Linked DNA regions of Mus musculus: region 2 is linked to region 1. The links are chromatin contacts, called in public ChIA-PET maps. All regions are on one chromosome and are shown on one strand. The core of a region is the stretch at or near the end of the contact, and the rest is flanking DNA. Distances in the headings are between cores, read along the strand shown. Region 1 has its middle 71 kb from the start of Gas7. Region 2 overlaps Gas7 (growth arrest specific 7).

Region 1 (3,076 bases), core at 371-2,870:
AGGGCCTTTTGGGAGGAAGAGGAGAAGCCACTCTGCAGATTGTGTGGTAGGGCGAGTCTTTCCTCCAACGGCTCCCTTCTTCAGGAACTCCTTGGAGATCTCAGAGTGGACACACTTGAATATTGCATGACTGGAGGAGTATGTGAGGGAGAGTACTCACATGTGCACAAGTGTTGGGTACACACACACACACACACACACACACACACACACACACATACACACTGAATATCTCATGTTGCTGAGAAATCTCCAAAATTCAGGGAAGCAACTGCCCTGTTTGGGAGTTGAGCCAATCCCAATGTGATGAGAAAAGGAATATACCGTAAAACTAACAGGCTATGATTCTAGTTTCCACAAATAGCAGGACAGCCACACAATAGGTTATGAGTTCAAATCCCAGCTCTGGTACTTGAGCTATATGACCTTCTATAGTCTATTTCCTCACTTGGAGAATCCTGTATAGTTGCAGGGAGACAGTGCTAGGAAATTGGAACCTATAACCCCAGGAGTGAGTGCAGATTACGTAATAGATTTTCCACTAATTTTTTATGTGCTTAGGATTTAATTTTTAATCTATTAAGACTAAAACCTAAAGGCTGGACAGATGCAGCCCTCTGGAGCAAGTGTGTTGATTTGAACTGACTGGCTACATTTCAAAACTGGGAAATTTCAAGATTCCAGTCTGGCACACGTTTTTGAAAACTGTCTAGCACTGTTTGGAATGATACCCAGTTCCTGGGGTCTTAGGTGCCTGCTAGGCCCTGGCACTTGCCCCTTTAACCCACTCAAGATGATTTAACTTTCTGGGGTGGTCAGCATCAGCTTTGCTCTAAACGATAAAGATAATAAGAGAGTGATTTGGGGAACCCTAAAGGAGACTCACCGGTAACCCCATCAGCCCCTCTTCAAATGCCCACCAACTTGTCTTGGAGTCCCTTGATTTCCAGGCACTACTGTGCCTCTCTCTTACATACAGCCTGCTGCATGAACCTGAGTCCAACATAGACAAGCAGGCATGGCTGCAGCTATGCTGGCCAGTATCAGAACCATGTGCTTTTTGGACTGGTCTCACAGGCTGAGCGATTCCACAGAAGGCTCAGTTTTTCTCTGCCCTGATGGATGTCAGCATTCAAATCCCACCCAGCAACCCTGAAGGATTCTAGGTGTGCACTCCCCAAGGGACACACTCTGGGCACAGGGTGGAAATGCACGAATGCCCTTTGAGAACTTTGATCTTGTTGACATGAACTTGAACCAGGTTAATAAGGGTTAGTGTGGGTTTTCTCTGGATTCTAGGGTAACGATGAGAAAGCAGAGGTACTAGGTTTCCTTCCAAGAAGCAAACTGAAGGAGGTCTAGCCCTTGAATTCTCAAGCCTGGGCCAGTTCCCAGCAGGCTGTGTGTAACACGCTGTTACCTCTTAACCTCTTCCCCCTTCCCCCCTCCCACCCCTTCAGCTCCTCCCTGCAGATGCTGATTCAACAGTAGAACCCTCACAGAGATCTGAGCAAATTCCATGACCACCTCTTGGGCCACATAAGTTCTCTGCAGAGTACAGGCAAACACTGAGTCAGACATGTAAACATCTGGGGCTTAACTAAATCTTCTGCTCTCTGGGTCAGTTGGGTGGACTCTGAACTGGACCAGTGAAAGATTCAGGTCCAGTTTCCAGGGAACCTGGCCAGGTCTGGGACTCAGGTCCTTGACCCAGTCTTGGACCAGGCTGAGTCATAGAAGAAGCCAAGGCGGTTGGTGCAGCCTCACAGCCCACACCAACAGTCCCCGGGGCTGCTCCACACCCAGCCCACACGTGGGAGGCACAGGCCAAGATGCTTCAGGACTCCATTCTGTGGTGGAGGAAACAGTTCCCTAATCCCTTCCTAAATCAAGTCCTTGCCCAGAGTCCAGAGGCCACTGCTTGCTCTGCTGGGATGTTCCTGTGCTGACCTCCTGCTGTGGGAAGTCCTGAGTCAAGGGGGTAGGAGGACAGGGAAGAGGTAGCCAGGGGACACACAATTCCTTGCATGTCCCGTCCCAGGGCCAGAGCACCCAGACTTGATTATCTCAGCTTTGATTTTTCATCCCACACCCCATGGAATTCCAGAGCCAGCTGAAGCCAAAGGCCTCCCCCTTCCCCTTCACTGAGCCAGAAAGCAAAACATGGTGTCTCCCTGCTTATATTTAATTTACAACACTTGTTCTTTGCCTGCATGCAGGGTTAATAAAAAAATGTGAAGGCCTTTTTCTAAAAATCCCAAGCAGAGTGATATTGTAAACGGAAATGATGCTTGATTGATTCCTCCCTGCAGGTCAGCAGCTTTATCTGTCATCCTTTGATTTAAAAATACACAGGCACGGAAGTGTTAGCTTTAAAGCAGAGACCATTCATTAGGGAAAGGATAGTGTCACCAGCAAAGGATGCTGGGACAATAGGTATCTGCATGCAAAACAATGGAGCTAGACCCATTCCTCACACCATTAGGCTCAAAACCCTAAGTGGCAGAGCTAAAACTATAAAATTCTCTAAAGGGGCTAGAAAAATGGCCCAAATGTTAGCAGCACTTGCTGCTCTCTAAGTCCAGCCCCGGAGGACCCAATGCCCTCTACTGGTTTCTGCAGGCAATAGCATTCAGATGTACACAGACAGACAGGCAGACAGACAGGCAGACTGAGAGGCAGGCAGGCACGCAAGCGCGCGCGCGCACACACACACACACACACACACACACACTCACAAGCAGGCACACGTGCCTGCATGCCCTAGAAGAAAATGCAGGCAAAAGTCTTTATGACCAGGATTAAGCAATAGTTTCTCAGGACAACAGAAGTAGAATGGAACAAAGCCAATCAACTTTCACCTAACTTAATAACCTTTATGCTCTAAAGGACAAAAGGGAAAAGAAAAGTTTCATAGAGCATATATCTGACAAAAGTATCTTCTTAAAAAAAAAAAGATTTATTGTGGGGCTGGTGAGATGGCTCAGTGGGTAAGAGCACTGACTGCTCTTCCGAAGGTCTTGAGTTCAATTCCCAGCAACCACATGGTGGCTCACAGTCATCTGTAATGGACATC
Region 2 (3,076 bases), core at 253-2,752, 110 kb before region 1:
GTAACTCTTCAGAACATCTAAGTACTAGAACCTAAGACATTTCTGGATAATTAATTCTCATATACATATAGGGATGTATGTCTCAAACAAAGCCATTCAGCAGCCTCTACAGATAACGCGCATCCTAACAAACAAGCCCACTTCCTTTCCAGAACATTCTGTTCAAAATTTCCCCCGTAAAACTCGACCTCCTTTTAGCTTCAGCTCCTCGATGCAGATGTGAGCCATATGGAGGTGTTCTGCCCTGCATCTGGAAAGATCTCTGATCCCTGACTTTATCCAGTCAGATCTCATCCTAAGTACCCCAGTAGCCAAGAGTCTTAGGTACCCAGAGCTGCAGCTGGTCCTGCCAGGGCACGACCGCCATGTTGGGAAGCAGGCTTTAGGGACATAGTCTGGACCATCTCCAGGTCTGGTTCACAACATACCATAGCAGCTTTCAGGCCCCAGGACCCACAGTCTCAGCTTCCCAGTGAAGGTGGGTATACAGCCCTCCCACTTATCCCAAGCTGCTGAGTGGCTCTTACCTGTTGTAGGCAAAGAGCTCCTGTGAGGGCCAGGGCTGGCTGAAATCCCAGGAGAACTGCTGGGACGTTCCCAGGTGGTCTCTGTCAAAGGAGAAACAAGATCAATTGGAGAGTGCTGAGATGAAACCGAAATGTCACAGAGCAGAGTGAGCCAGAGGCAGTCACCTTCCTTAGAAGAAGGACACCAAAGGACCCCTTCCTTCCTTTCCTCAGCCTCATAGGAGTTTGCTTCTTGCCTATGTCCCTTACTCCCCAACCTCACCCCTCTTGGCAGAGCATCTCTTAACCAAGGCCCTTCTTTACATGGTGGGTCTGAAGAGGTAGCTTCTAGCTACAATCTTCTACCCTCCCCCATCACTCTTCTCTACCTCTGTTCCTAGGGCTCCCATTTCTAGTCCCAGAAGCCCCAGCTGTACAGCAGGCAGTTCTTCTCAAAGCCTATGGTAACCTCAAACCCCAGTGTTCAGAACAAAGAACCTGGGTCTGTAGAAAGTGAGTCCTCAGCCAGTGGGTGAGCCTCAGGCACCTCGGACTCTGCTGCACTCTCCTTAGTTAGGTCGTTTGTTTTTGATTTTAGAGTCACTGTCTCATCATGTAGCCAGAATGACTTGTGATTCTCCTATCTCAGTCCCCCAACCCCCCAAGTGCAGATGATAATCATGTGCCCCTATGTGCAGCCTGTTCTGTGTCTCGGTTGAACTACAGTTTTGAGTGGTCTTTCAGTATACCACAGTGTGTATTGTTTGCTGTCTTCTCCAGGGTTCCTTCCCATCACCCTCCCTGCTGACCCTTCTGCACAGGTATCTGCCTCAAATTTGTCTGAGGACTTGAGCCAGGACCTAGCACACATATTCCAGCCCTTGGATGGTCACAGGTTTGCACCCTGACATCTGTACTTTGTCCTTTAGCACAGCAGTCCTGACCGGTTCACTCCATCACAAATGGCTCCTTGCCAGCCAATAGGGCTGCACATTGTGACAGTCCATGGGCAACCCCCACCTGGTATGCTCCTCAGCTGTCTAGAGATAAACAGACTCCCATTCCACCTAAGCTCAGGGAAAGTCTCCAGAGAACCATGTCCCATTTGTTTGTGCTGCTGACTCCGTTCCTTTGGTGGCTGAGGCCACTGACCTTATTTTAGAAGGAGGAGCACCTCACATACTCACATCTCCAGCTGATGTACAGATTTTGCTATTTTAGCTTCTGGCCACCACAGGGTCCTACTTCCTACCCCTCATCCATTCATCCTTCTGGTACTTGCTAACCACAAGCTACTAACATGCAGGGAGAAATAAAGACATAGCCTGAGCAGCTATGCTTAGCCCCACCTCCAGGCAGGTGACAAGGTTGAGCCTGAGCAGCTGTGGGCCTTGCTGGCTCTTTTCTAGGAAGACTGTGAGGAGGGGCATTGCAACCCTGTGTGTGGGGGGGTCTCATATCAGATATCCTGCATAACAGGTATTTACATTTTGATTCATAACAGTGGCAAAATTACAGCTATGAAGTTGAAATGAAATAATAATGGACAGGGGTCACTATAACATGAAGAACTGAACTAAGGGGTTGTGTCATTCAGAAGGTTGGGAACCACTGGGCTAGGGTACCTTGTAGCTCAGGAGGCTGTTGCGAGTGTCTTGAAGCCCACAGAAAGAAGCTGGCCTGCAGGTAGGTACTTGCTCTCCAAGAGGTTCCTGGTCAGGTCCTTAGTCCTTCTGGTACCTCCCAGTCCCCTGTGAAAGCTCCAGCTGGGCTTCTGAAGGAACAGGGACTCTGACTGAAGCCACCGCCCAGCCTGTCTCCTGGCTTTGACAAGATCTAACCTATGTAAGACTTGAGGACAACTGCAAGCCTGGAGCAGTAACAGAACAGAGCCAGACTGTCTGGAGAGGCATCTGGAGAGAACACTAGAGCTTTGGCAGAGGAAGGATCACACCAACAGCAGGACCATGATGGGTGACACTACTCAGAGGGAGGAAGCCATGTCCAGGTCTTCTGTAAAGAAGACCCTATAATCTGCTTAGAGTGACTAGGCTCTCTGGCCTAGGTCAAGGAAGACTGAAGAAATGATTGAATCCAAAGAGCCCAGATCAAGGCTCTTGTGCCTTCTCTGGGCTTCCATTGCTAGGACCCTGAGTTGCTCCAAGGTGGCTGTTGTCACCAGGGCTAGGGATACTGTGTAAGTTGCAGTGAGCCATCCGCCAGAGACTCTTTTCCTACCAACGCACAGGTGGAGAGCAGTCCTGAAAGAACACACTTTCCTAATGGCAACCACTTCCTTCGGACCTTGTCCACTGTAACCAGGGCAGCCAGACATATGTAAACAGCTGGCCATGGGGAAAGCCAGCTCAGGGAGCCCGTTTACTCCTGTTCTATGCCAAGAGTCATGAATACTGTTCCCTCACAGAGGCTTACAGGGCCTCGCCTTCAGAGAACAAAATTTAGAAGAGAGCACAATTGAAAAGTTGAATGTTATTACGTTAAATTCAGCTTTCAACGTACCATACAATACTCCTTTATATTCAATAGTGTGTTTTTATTTTAATACAATA

Evidence for each region. ChIA-PET counts read pairs in DNA pulled down with a chosen protein or histone mark.
Region 2: a contact with region 1 is called in an H3K27ac ChIA-PET map of liver, with 8 times the contacts expected there. The contact joins two enhancer-like sites. A contact is called at or near these places in 2 of 15 datasets of contacts at CTCF or cohesin (the NIH/3T3 cell line and large pre-B cells), 7 of 484 Hi-C or Micro-C datasets (B cells, bone marrow-derived macrophages, common lymphoid progenitors and 1 more) and 4 of 115 datasets of contacts at active chromatin or transcription factors (acute myeloid leukemia, kidney, liver and 1 more).

The regions. Positions count from the first base shown.
Region 1 is chr11:67,514,220-67,517,295 of GRCm38.p6, reverse strand. It overlaps a transcript of Gas7 not described here. Among named protein-coding and RNA genes, the nearest start is that of Gas7, 71 kb to the left of the region's middle. Within about 2 kb of position 1,620, at least 80 of the 459 cell types and tissues checked have an H3K27ac peak or open chromatin away from gene starts, as enhancers often do. A contact at or near this core is called in liver, where this site is marked.
Region 2 is chr11:67,627,142-67,630,217 of GRCm38.p6, reverse strand. It overlaps Gas7 (growth arrest specific 7), which reads right to left. Exons shown (of 14, transcript NM_001109657.3): 3 at 528-608. Among named protein-coding and RNA genes, the nearest start is that of Gas7, 42 kb to the right of the region's middle. Within about 2 kb of position 1,502, at least 7 of the 459 cell types and tissues checked have an H3K27ac peak or open chromatin away from gene starts, as enhancers often do. A contact at or near this core is called in liver, where this site is marked.